Linked DNA regions of Mus musculus: region 2 is linked to region 1. Evidence: chromatin contacts called from public Hi-C data. All regions are on one chromosome and are shown on one strand. Each heading gives the region's core, a stretch centred on a gene start, on an enhancer-like site or on the middle of the called end of the contact. The rest is flanking DNA. Distances are from core to core; before and after follow the strand shown.

Region 1 (5,351 bases), core at 2,671-5,170:
TGTAGTTGCTGGGAATTGAACTCGGGGCATCTAGAAGAGCAGCCAGTGCTCTTTAATAGCTGAACCATCTCTCCAGCCCTCAGAGCTGGTTCTTATGTCCGCCTTCTAAACAGCTTGGTGAGCTGACCTAGAGCACAGGGTCTGTGACTCTGTAGCTTCAAGAGGGTGAGACAGGGAGACTGCAGGTTCAAGGCCTGCCTGGGATACAGAGGGGTTCTAAGCCAGCCAGGGCAGCCTGGGAGAGGCCACCTGAAACTAAAATGTAGAAACAGAGCTGGAAGCAACTCAGGGCTAGCGTGCTTGCCAGATATGTACAAGGCCCCAGTTCAATTCCCAGCACCATAGTCATATGTCATAATATTGCCTACCCCAGAGCGAAAAGACATAATTTACTATCAAAATGTAAACTGCAAGGGTGTGTGTGTGTGTGTGTGAGTGTGTGTGTGTGTGTGTGTGTGTGTGTGTGTGTTGGGTATTTTATTTCAGTACAAGACCCTACAAGAAAAAGGCTTTTCCCATATACATACTGAGTCCCATGGAATTAGAGTTCAGTAGCCTAGTTTTGTTATGTGCAATTAAGAGCAAAACAGTGAACCAGGCCAAGAAAAGGTCCGTGCTTTGTCAGCCACGCTGTTCCTTTACCCAGCTTGTGATTGAAGTCTACCCATAATTAAGTCCTTCTCCCCTGAGACTGGGCCCTGGTGCTTGTTTTTCTTAAGGGTCTGGATGATGCTCAAGTGCAGCATCATTAGCCTGTTTGGTCCTTCCATGGAGCCCATGTTTGTATAGTGATGTGACTGATGGAACAATGCCAAGAGATATGGCCAAGAGGCACAGAGTGGTTTTTAATGGCAATTGATTTGGAAGTAGACAATAGACAAAGCCAGAGCTAACACAGGCCATTCCCAGAAGTCTCCAGATACCCATAGTTCCCTGTAGTGATGCAAACAAAGCTTGATGATACTCCTGGGGACTAGGCAGTCCTACGTGTCCCTCTAACGTGACTTCTAGTGTTCTGTTTATTTCCCAGTCCTTTGATTTTGCAGCTCTGCACTAGAGTCTGTACACTTGCCTACTGCTTTTTGTATTGAAATTCATTGTACATAATTTTTATACTAATTTTTGTAACAAAATCTACTTGTTAAATAAACTGTGACTTTTAATTTGGGCAACACAGAAGACTAGTACCCCGATGAACGTTTTTATTTAAAAAAACAAAAGCCAAAAAATAAATTCCACTAAAATGGGATGATTTTCTAATAAGACTTTACTTCGGCTGAATTATTTTTGATTAGCTCACTGTCTTTCTGTTTTCAAAGACTGAGGAAATTTTCCATTATCTAAAGTATTTTGCATAAATAAAAACTCACTTAGCTTAATATTCTTTTACCGTAGACACATTGAAGATCTTCCCCAGATGATGATTGCCTGGGCAGTGGCTTGGCTGTTTTCCCATTTTTTTGGAATGTGGGGGTCATTGTAAAGAGTTACGTCATGCCTCTATAATGTGGTGTTCTTACTTTTAGAACAAAAAAACATTGATGGATTGAAAAATTGGGGCATTTACTTCATCTCTCTCTTCTTCTTGACATTACATTTTTATCTTTTACTTAGGGGTCAGAGTAGAGAGGCAGTTGCATAAAATTTTATGAAAGAAAACAACACACCCCAAGTCCCATCTGTGTTGCTATGTTGTGTTGTTTCTCATCTTTGCTATATAGTCTGAATGGTATGTCTACCCTCAAACTACTCTATGCTCATGACCTGGACCCCAGTTCCCTTGGGAACAGTGTCGAGTAGAGGGACCTGGGAGAGATGAAAAGATTGGATCCTGAATCGAGGGCCTCAGGATGGACAATGTTAACAACATCTTTGTGAAAGAGACACAAAGGAGGCCACTGACTCCTTCCAAGATGTGAGGTACAGACAAGAGGTCACATCCATGAACGAGAAAAATGGGTCCTCACCAGACACTAACTATAATGGAATCATTATCTTGGAATTCTCAGAGTCTGAGTCCATGAGAAATAGACTTCTATTGTTTATCAGTTACCCTGTTTATGGCATTTTTTAACAGCCCAAACAGACTTCATAAACTTGAAAAATGACACATGGCTATGTGGGTCCATTAATATTTTTGATAAAAAGGACAGAGAGAATATGAAAGATAGAGGATGAATAAATAGATAAATGGATGGATGGATCAGATGGATAGATGGATGGATAGAAAGAAGGATGGATGAATGGATGGATGGATCAGATGGATAGATGGATGATAGAAGGAAGGATGGATGGATCACATGGATAGATGAATGAATAGAAGGAAGGATGGATAAATGGGTGGGTAGATGGATGGAAGATGGATGGATGGATGAATAGATAAATGGATGTTGTATTCAGTTTGGATATTTAATTAATTCCAAACTTGTCTTGTCTCTCTTTCTAAACATGTTTCAATTTGTATTTTATCTTTTTCGAATTATCATACAGAACGTTCCATCTTTTATACAGATTTTTGGCACAGTAGAGTCCTGTAACCAAGAACATACAGCAACCCCATCACGAACCCCCATACTCCTCCTTTGTAGTTACACCCAGTCACTGGCTCTAGCCCATGGAAGCCACTCATCTCTTCTTCTCCGTCACTATGGTCTAATGTTCTCTGTAGATTATAGGAACCATGTCATTTGCATGAAGCTATGTGTGACTTTGGCTTCTTCACTCATCACAAGTTGATCCATACATGAATCACCTATTGCTTCATTACATGCACATACCACCGTGTGCTTGCCCACTCCCCTGATAAAGGCTAATTCCAGCTTCGGACAAATATGAATTCTTGCCATGATCAATGATGTTCAGGGGTTTTGTTTGGTTGGTTTGACTTGGTGTGTGTGTGTGTGTGTGTGTGTGTGTGTAAAGGTAAGTGTTACATCACTGGGGTCAATGTATAGGAGTGTAGGATTGCTCCATCGTATGGTTAAGAACCTTATAAGGACCTGCCGAGCTTCCAGAGTAGCTCCTCTAGTTAATGTTCTTCAGCCCCTGGTGCTCTGTCTCCTCGCCAGCATAGGGTACGGTCAGTTTATTTTAGTGCAACCACTCTTACACATGTATGGTAAATGGGCTATGGTCTTTTATGTTTGTTTGGGGTTTGTTTAGTGCTAGAACTCAAACTCAGAGCCTTACACGTGCTAAGCAGGCGCTCTGCTCTGTAGCCGAGCTATCTTCCCAGCGCTGGACTTAGGTTTTAAGTGAGGAAGAAAGGGCTCTTCTTAGTGATTTTTAGTTCAGTCTTCATTCTGAAGAGTCCATGATACCTTGGAAATTCAAACCTATGCTTATGGGAGATATTTTTCCTCCCACATGCCAACCTGAGTACTGGGAATCCCTGTGCTGTCCTGATTCACTCTTGCTCAAACTTTGAAAGCCCAAGCAGAAGGGGCCTACAGAGAGATTGGATATAACCAGAGGCAGGCGGGAAAGGTGGAGTGGTTTACAGCCTCTTGCCTGTCTTCATTTTCTCCTTCCCTTCTTCTCAGTAGAAAGTAAACAGAAGCCAGGTGGTTGTGGTGCACGCCTTTAATCCCAGCACTTGGGAGGCAGAGGCAGGCGGGTTTCTGAGTTCGAGGCCAGCCTGGTCTACATAGTGAGTTTCAGGACAGCCAGGGCTACACAGAGAAACCCTGTCTCAAAGAAAGAAAACAGAGTGCTGCTTGTGTTAACTCAGATTTAAATGTTGTTCCTTTTACTTCCCATTTCTTTCTAAAAGCATAAATCTCCCCCGAACAGCGATGGAAGGAAAAAGTTCTAGAAAAAACAGTAGCTGAAATAATGAAAGAGAGCATCTCTGTGTTTGTCTTGGCTCACACCAACACAGCTGAGACGCTGATTATCCTTGAGTCATCAGAGTCACACTGACCTGGTGGGAGTTCCCATCCGTACAGCAATAGCAACCCCCACTGGGATAGAATTCTGAAGAGTCATATACCCGCGTGTTTATTTTTCTAGTCAGGAAGAAAATTCTGGCAAAAAGGTAGACTGTGGGAAAGGACACTGAGACATGGGTGTGAGGTGCCTGTCTGGGGCAAACACACCACAGTAGGGCTGCTCTACTCTCCATTTCATCCCACACAAGGTTGCATGGGAGTGATGTCACAGACGCGATCATACATGCATGGTTACTGTGCCTAACGGAGTCCAGAGCTTCTCACGCGATCAGAACGATAAACAGAGTGATGGGCTTTGGTTGTCCCATCGTGGCCACCTTGAGTTGAGGAGTAACTCTATAATTCCCACACTTAAGCATCTTTTAGAAGAAGTTTAAGTAATTTCACTAATACTTTTTGGCAGGGGAAGTTGACGGGGAAAGAAAGTCTGCTATGTTTTGTTGAATGCTTCCCTGGTTCCCTGTAACCATCAGCACTTTTAAGAGTGCACTGTGTAATGAGGTGATGCCATAAAGTTAACTGGAGTTCTCCTCAATGAAAAGAAGAGAATGGCATTTGTTTGTTTGTTTGTTTGTTTGTTTGTTTGTTTGTTTGGCTTTATCTGTTAACTTTCTGTGTCTCCTGGCAAATCACTGACACATTTATGGGAGCCCAATGTGTCTACATCCTGCTCTAGACAACATAGCACAGATACTAACTCAAATACCTCTCAAATCACAAACCTTTCCCCATCTGCCCCGCAACCATTTACTTTGTATTAAGCTAAGGTGTCATAAATGCTTAGGTTCTTCGTAGGTTCCTCGAAACACCTCAGGGCAGTTGGTGATGCCTATTTCTTTCTTCCAAAATTAAAATCATACTTATTAATGAATCCTACCAGACCAAGCAGTCCTCTGCTGTATATGTGTTGGGGACCTCATACCAGCTAGTGTATACTGCCTGATTGGTGACTCTGTGTCTGAGAGATCTCAGGAGTCTGGGTTAGTTGAGAATGCTGGTCTTTGTATGGGGTTGCCCTCCTCCTCAGCTTCTTCAGTCTTTCCCCTAATTCAACCACAGGGGTCCCTGACTTCAGTCCAATGGTTGGGTGTAAGTATCTGCCTCTATCTCAGTGAGGACAACCATGCTAGACTCCTGTCTGTAAGCACACCATAGCATCAGTAATAAGGTCAGGCCTTGGAGCACCCTCCTTGAGATGGATCCCAAGTTGGGCCGGCTACTGGACCACCTTTCCCTCAGTCTCTTCTCTGTTTTTGTCTTATTTCTTCCATCTGAAGCATGCATATGAGAGCAGAACTTAGTCCTCTGGGAAGAGAAGAGAAGTCCCGCTGAAATCAGAAATGGATCCACCATATGATTCCTCCTCTGTGACTCAATATGTACACAGGCATGCAATTTTAT
Region 2 (5,167 bases), core at 2,045-4,544, 110 kb after region 1:
ACACATAATATTTACATCTCACTGCTCAGAGCTTCCATCCCTCAGGCAGATAAGATGCTGTGTGGAGCAAGCACTGGGTGCGTTTGCATCGTTGGTGTGAGGAGAGGAGGTGGAGGGGAAGACCGAAGGACCATAAGATCCATGAGATACGTATGGTAGAAGAGTTCTGTCTGTGTCATTGGTAGAGTGCTTTCCTATTTAACGCATAAAGAGTTAAGCATGGGCCTTAAATCACAATCACAGTGAAACTCATTCTATTGATCGTCTCAGGGATTCGGAGGGCATGTTCATCAGAGAGGCAGGGAAACTGGGGGAGGTAGAATTCTCCTGATCACGGCAGGGTTCCATGCTTCCGAAGGGCTTTACGTCATGAAGTTTGTTGACCTGTCTATGTGTTTTAGGTTTGCTCTGTGAAACAGTTAATTGTAAGGAGAGAGACTAGAAGTACAAAGGCTGGTTAGTTCTCTTGCAGTAAACTTGGCAAGAAGTGGTGAGATGCCAAACAAGGTGAAGTCAGCCAGTACAGAGATGAAAGTATATTTCAAAGACCTGTCTTGAAAGTCAAAAAAAAATCTGAATCAATTGGGTTTGTGCAGGTGGGATAGTATCGAGACAGCAGGGCACAGTAACTTCTGTTCGAATCTGCTTTGTGTCACTGTGATCGTCAGTGACCCAGTTAAGAAATAGACGCTTATTTAACTTGTGGTCTGGAGGCCGAGACCCTGAGGAGCACAGCTGACGACTGCCAAGGGCCTTCTCAGGGTTTAAAATGGCCAGGGAGGGCATTGGATGGAGCAGCATTCCAGTGCCGCCCCCCACCCCCACCCCCGTGCTTCCCCCTCCTCTCATAATGGCTTCACTGATCTCATCTGATCCCAGCTGCCTCTCAAGGGTCCCCTCTCCCCAGACCATTAACACGAGTTGATGAAGTGAGTTTCCATCGTGCAAACTTTTGGGAGATGGTGTGTAAACCACTCAAACAATGTCGAATCTGAACTCACAGGCACAGGATACAGGAAGAACATTTACAGGACAAGAGCTTGAACTTAACCTCAGACCTACTAAGTGATCTCAACTAAGAAAGTAGCGCTTGGCTGCTGCATGTTGTCTTTGGTGTTTGGAGAAATGTCAGACAGGCATGCGCTGGGAGCCATTATATTCAGATATGTGTGAGTGAAGGAAAGAAAAGGTTATTACAGGCTCAGTCTGAGGAATACGGGCATTCAAAGTAAGGGAGAGAGGAGTGGTGGGGAGACCTTTACCCATACCGCCCCACTCATCCAGCTAGTCAACTCTAAAGGTTGCTCCCCTACACAGAACCCATTTCTCCTTTTAGGTGTAGCGTGTAGTTTTTGCTACCCCTCTTTAAATTCCGGGCGGACCATGCTACCAGCCTTGCCGAGGTTCCCTTGGATCCATGGATGAAACACAAACGCGCTTCAGCTTATTTTCAACTGTCTTACTGGCTCAATTGCTAGGTGCTTCAAAATACTCTCCTGCAGCTAGCGTGCCCTTCCCAATACTACTCTTAGCTCAGCACCTCTTAATCTGCCCACGGCTTCAGTTGTTCAGTTACCTTTAGCCCCAGCTCAACACCCTAAATCTGCCCTCAGCTTAGTTATGTTTTGAATCTCCTGCCTGGGCAAAATTGAAACTTTGTAATAGCCTCTTCCTCATCCTGCCTATCACCCACCTCCGGGGACCCGGAAGTCCCGCCTCTTAGCTTTGGCCCAGTCATTGGTCCCTGGCAATTTTATTGATCGACCACAAACCAATGGGGAACAGGACCTTAGCATCAGAACCACCCTCTACAATTAGGCGTGGTCTGACACATCACTCGGGTGGGCTGTTCCCTTGAGAGGTTACTGTGAGTGGCTCTGGTTGAATTAGGCTTGTTCAAACAATTTTCATGGAGTCTGTATAGGGAAGCATTTCTGTTTCATCTTCAAATATCCACTGAAGGTGTTTCTCTGTTAGGTACAGGAGGTGGGACTGGTTGCCATTTGTGGAAGAGTAATGGAGCGTTGTCATACTTTGAGGTTGGTCCCAGCGTGCCTCCCTTGAATCCAATGCCAAGGCTCTTTTATTTCTCCAAATTGGATTTGTGTCGCCTTTTGCTTGTTACTATCTCAGTTATACCTACCGATAAGAACTGCAGCTTTGCGTGGCATAGAGGCATGTCTGGTCCAGTTCTTTCTTTGAACAGCTTCAGTGAGTGGTAGCAGCTCAGCTAGTATTCTGCAGTATTGTGTTTTCTAAAGGTTGTGCTACTGTACTGGGAAGCAGGGGGAAGTGGTGTGATTCAGTCACTCTTCAAAATAGAAAAAAGACATCTCTGTAAGTGTAACCTCATGTTTACCCAGCGTGAAACTAAAAATAATGCCCCGTCCATTGTTTATGTCTCTCCCAGTCCCCCTGCCTCTCTTTTGGGATTCTTTCCCCTCTGGTCTCTGCGCAGACATCTGGTCTCACTCCTTCTCTTCAGAAAAACAAAAGGATTGTCTTCTCTCTCCACTTGAAGAGTTTATATTGTCAGCTTTGGCATCATCAGATTCTTATATGTCTTTCTACCAGAGGTCACAGACTTGCTGCTGCCGGAACCTTTATTGAAACACGTAGCTTTGCTGCCAATAAAGTTAGCCTCCAGTAACTGTTTCTTTTCCTTGTCAGATAAGTATTAATGAACCACGTGCTTCAAGATGAATGTCATGTGTGGTCCTTGTGTTGCTCCCCTTGCAAGACTGACCTATCCTGTTGCTGTTGCCTGTGATCTTTAGTTATCTGGGAAAGAGAGAACTCTATAGATGACGAACTTGAGGCTAAACAGACGGGGTATAGCTGATAATTTATGAACTGCTCTATTTAGTGGGGTGTAGAATTCTTCCCAGGATGCACGATGTCTTTGTTGGATGGGGGTGCAGCATTTCAGTGTCAGACAGCTGTGTCTCTCCCTGGTAGGTATATTTGAAATTCCTCTTTAAGGGCAAAGGAAACCCTTTCTTGGAGCCACATCTACTGGTAACATGGCCCCCGCTTTCCCCGGGGCCCCTCAGAGGAATGAGTGATGGTAAGCAGATGTACACAGCCACACAAGAAACTGTTCTTGTCGTGACGTTTGGGAAACGGAAAGGCACACAGAGACTTGTTATTTCTTATGGAATGCCATGGCGACAGCAAATACAGTCACCAAAGAGGCACCACATTCTTCAGGGAAATGCCATTAGCCTGAGCTGGGAGAGCACATGAATAGTTTAAGATAATTACCCCCAAGCAAAATGCCGTAATGTCTCCAGTCATCCCTTTATAGAAGATCTTGCCCAGAATGTCATGGTTTACAGAGCTTTCCTAAAGAGGGCAGGGATAGGAATGTGTCCCGATGGCAGTATGAGGCAAGCAGACCCCACCCCACAGCTAGAGCTGTGGTCAGTTTCAGAGACACAGTTTAACTTGGGCTTTGTCTGACTCTCAGAGGATTTGGGGCTTTGTCTAGTCTCGATCCTACTCTCAGAGGATCTGAGATGTTTCACTTCACATAAGTACACAAAGGATAAATGAGAAGATTTTTAAATAGAAAATAAAATGAGTATAAAACTGGAGGTGAGATTAGCTCACAGAGCACCCTCTCTCTGGAAGGCTCAAACGAGAAAGCTGCCACTCAAGTGTCCAAACCATAGACCATCTCAGTTGTTCAGGGGAAGCACAGTTATGCCATGGAAGTTACTGGAGACTTGCTGCTGCAAACCCCAAGGATTACTGGAGGAGTGACTATCAATAGCCACTGGTACTGATTCGTAACCACTCAAACCTCCTCTCAATAAAACCTGAAAAGCATTTGATAATTCCATGTCAGCTTAAGATTACAGCCACACAAGAGACCTTCCTTTCCATTCAGCAAGTTCTGTTGGTCAGTCCTCCCACCATAAGCTTCTTATATGTTTTTCTACAGAAAAAATGTCCAAGATTTGGCTTTTGGGGGGTATTTAAGGATCTATCTAAATATCTATCTATCTATCTATCTATCTATCTATCTATCTATCTATCTATCTATGTTTCTACACACACACACACACATTTTATTAAACATAGGAATTTTATTATGGATAAAACCAGATACAGTGGCATAAATGGGAAACCAATAGGACTTCCCATTCCACATCCCCTCACCCATGTTCAAGTAGATAGGACCATCTCAAGAGATGTCCTGGGCTCACAGAGTGCCTTCCCCAGCTGTCCTCCTGAAGGACTGGGACACAGTATAGATAAAGCTGCCATGACCTAATAGCATCCCAGTGACATTAGGCTGGCATCCTCCTGTGTGAAGCTGGTGAGAAGGATTCATGTGGCTGCAGTGTCTCAACAGTGTGTCCGAACAGTTCTTTAACTCTCAGATGATTTGACATCACCTGAGAGATGGGGACTTGACAAGAACACATTAACTGGGCTCGTCCCCCTCCTTGTACAAGGACAGGGGCCGGCCACACAAATCCCTGCGCCCAAATTTAAATTCACCTTAAGTTTGAATCGACACCATTGTAGAAAGACCAAAGGAGGCTCAAGGCACCCAAACTGCAGTTCATAGGGTATGATTTCAATAATTTCGTCCTATATAAACTCTAAAGCACTCACAGGGCATTGAAGCTGAAATATTATAATACTTTTCTTTACTGTTCAAGATACCCTCAAAGCAAGCATTGTACTTAGATATGCAAATAAGTTTATTTCTCCATATAGAATTATTAAGCTTAAGCCTGTTAAGTATGTGACTACTGTAAAAGCATCGACCTTGGTGTGAGACAAGATACATACATGTAGTAGAACATACTCGTAGTGTTCCAAGTGAACACCCATATGATCCTGTTCTAATGGCTCTGTAGTTAGGTAGAGAAGAAGAGACCTTTTAGTTGTACAGTGACTTTATATAAAACTTTTAAAACCTGCAATCAGCATTCATGAAAGGACTAGACTAGGATGGGGGTGTGATGAAGCAGGTCTCTTGTTACCTTGGGATGAGATTAAATAGAATAATAAGATAATTGTAATAATGATGCCTTTCACTTTAAATATGAGTTGAAATAAAATGGAGAGTGGTCTGAGTCACTTGCATCTCTTCTGTCTGCCCAGTTTCATCCTTTCTCTTCACATTTATTGTAGATCTTGCTCTCTCTTC

The links. Hi-C and Micro-C count contacts between places; a contact is called where the count stands out from the background.
Region 2: a contact with region 1 is called in a Hi-C map of the C2C12 cell line, with 2.0 times the contacts expected there. The contact joins two enhancer-like sites. A contact is called at or near these places in 1 of 15 datasets of contacts at CTCF or cohesin (the NIH/3T3 cell line), 5 of 484 Hi-C or Micro-C datasets (the C2C12 cell line, adipose-derived mesenchymal stem cells, nephron progenitors and 2 more), 2 of 115 datasets of contacts at active chromatin or transcription factors (cardiomyocytes and embryonic fibroblasts) and 2 of 9 other capture datasets (adipose tissue and pancreatic islet).

The regions. Positions count from the first base shown.
Region 1 is chr17:69,111,696-69,117,046 of GRCm38.p6, forward strand. It overlaps a transcript of Epb41l3 not described here. Among named protein-coding and RNA genes, the nearest start is that of Epb41l3, 45 kb to the right of the region's middle. Within about 2 kb of position 3,921, at least 7 of the 459 cell types and tissues checked have an H3K27ac peak or open chromatin away from gene starts, as enhancers often do. A contact at or near this core is called in the C2C12 cell line and adipose-derived mesenchymal stem cells, where this site is marked.
Region 2 is chr17:69,224,442-69,229,608 of GRCm38.p6, forward strand. The region is part of intron 3 of Epb41l3 (erythrocyte membrane protein band 4.1 like 3); the gene reads left to right. Among named protein-coding and RNA genes, the nearest start is that of 2410021H03Rik, 50 kb to the right of the region's middle. Within about 2 kb of position 3,295, at least 67 of the 459 cell types and tissues checked have an H3K27ac peak or open chromatin away from gene starts, as enhancers often do. A contact at or near this core is called in the C2C12 cell line and adipose-derived mesenchymal stem cells, where this site is marked.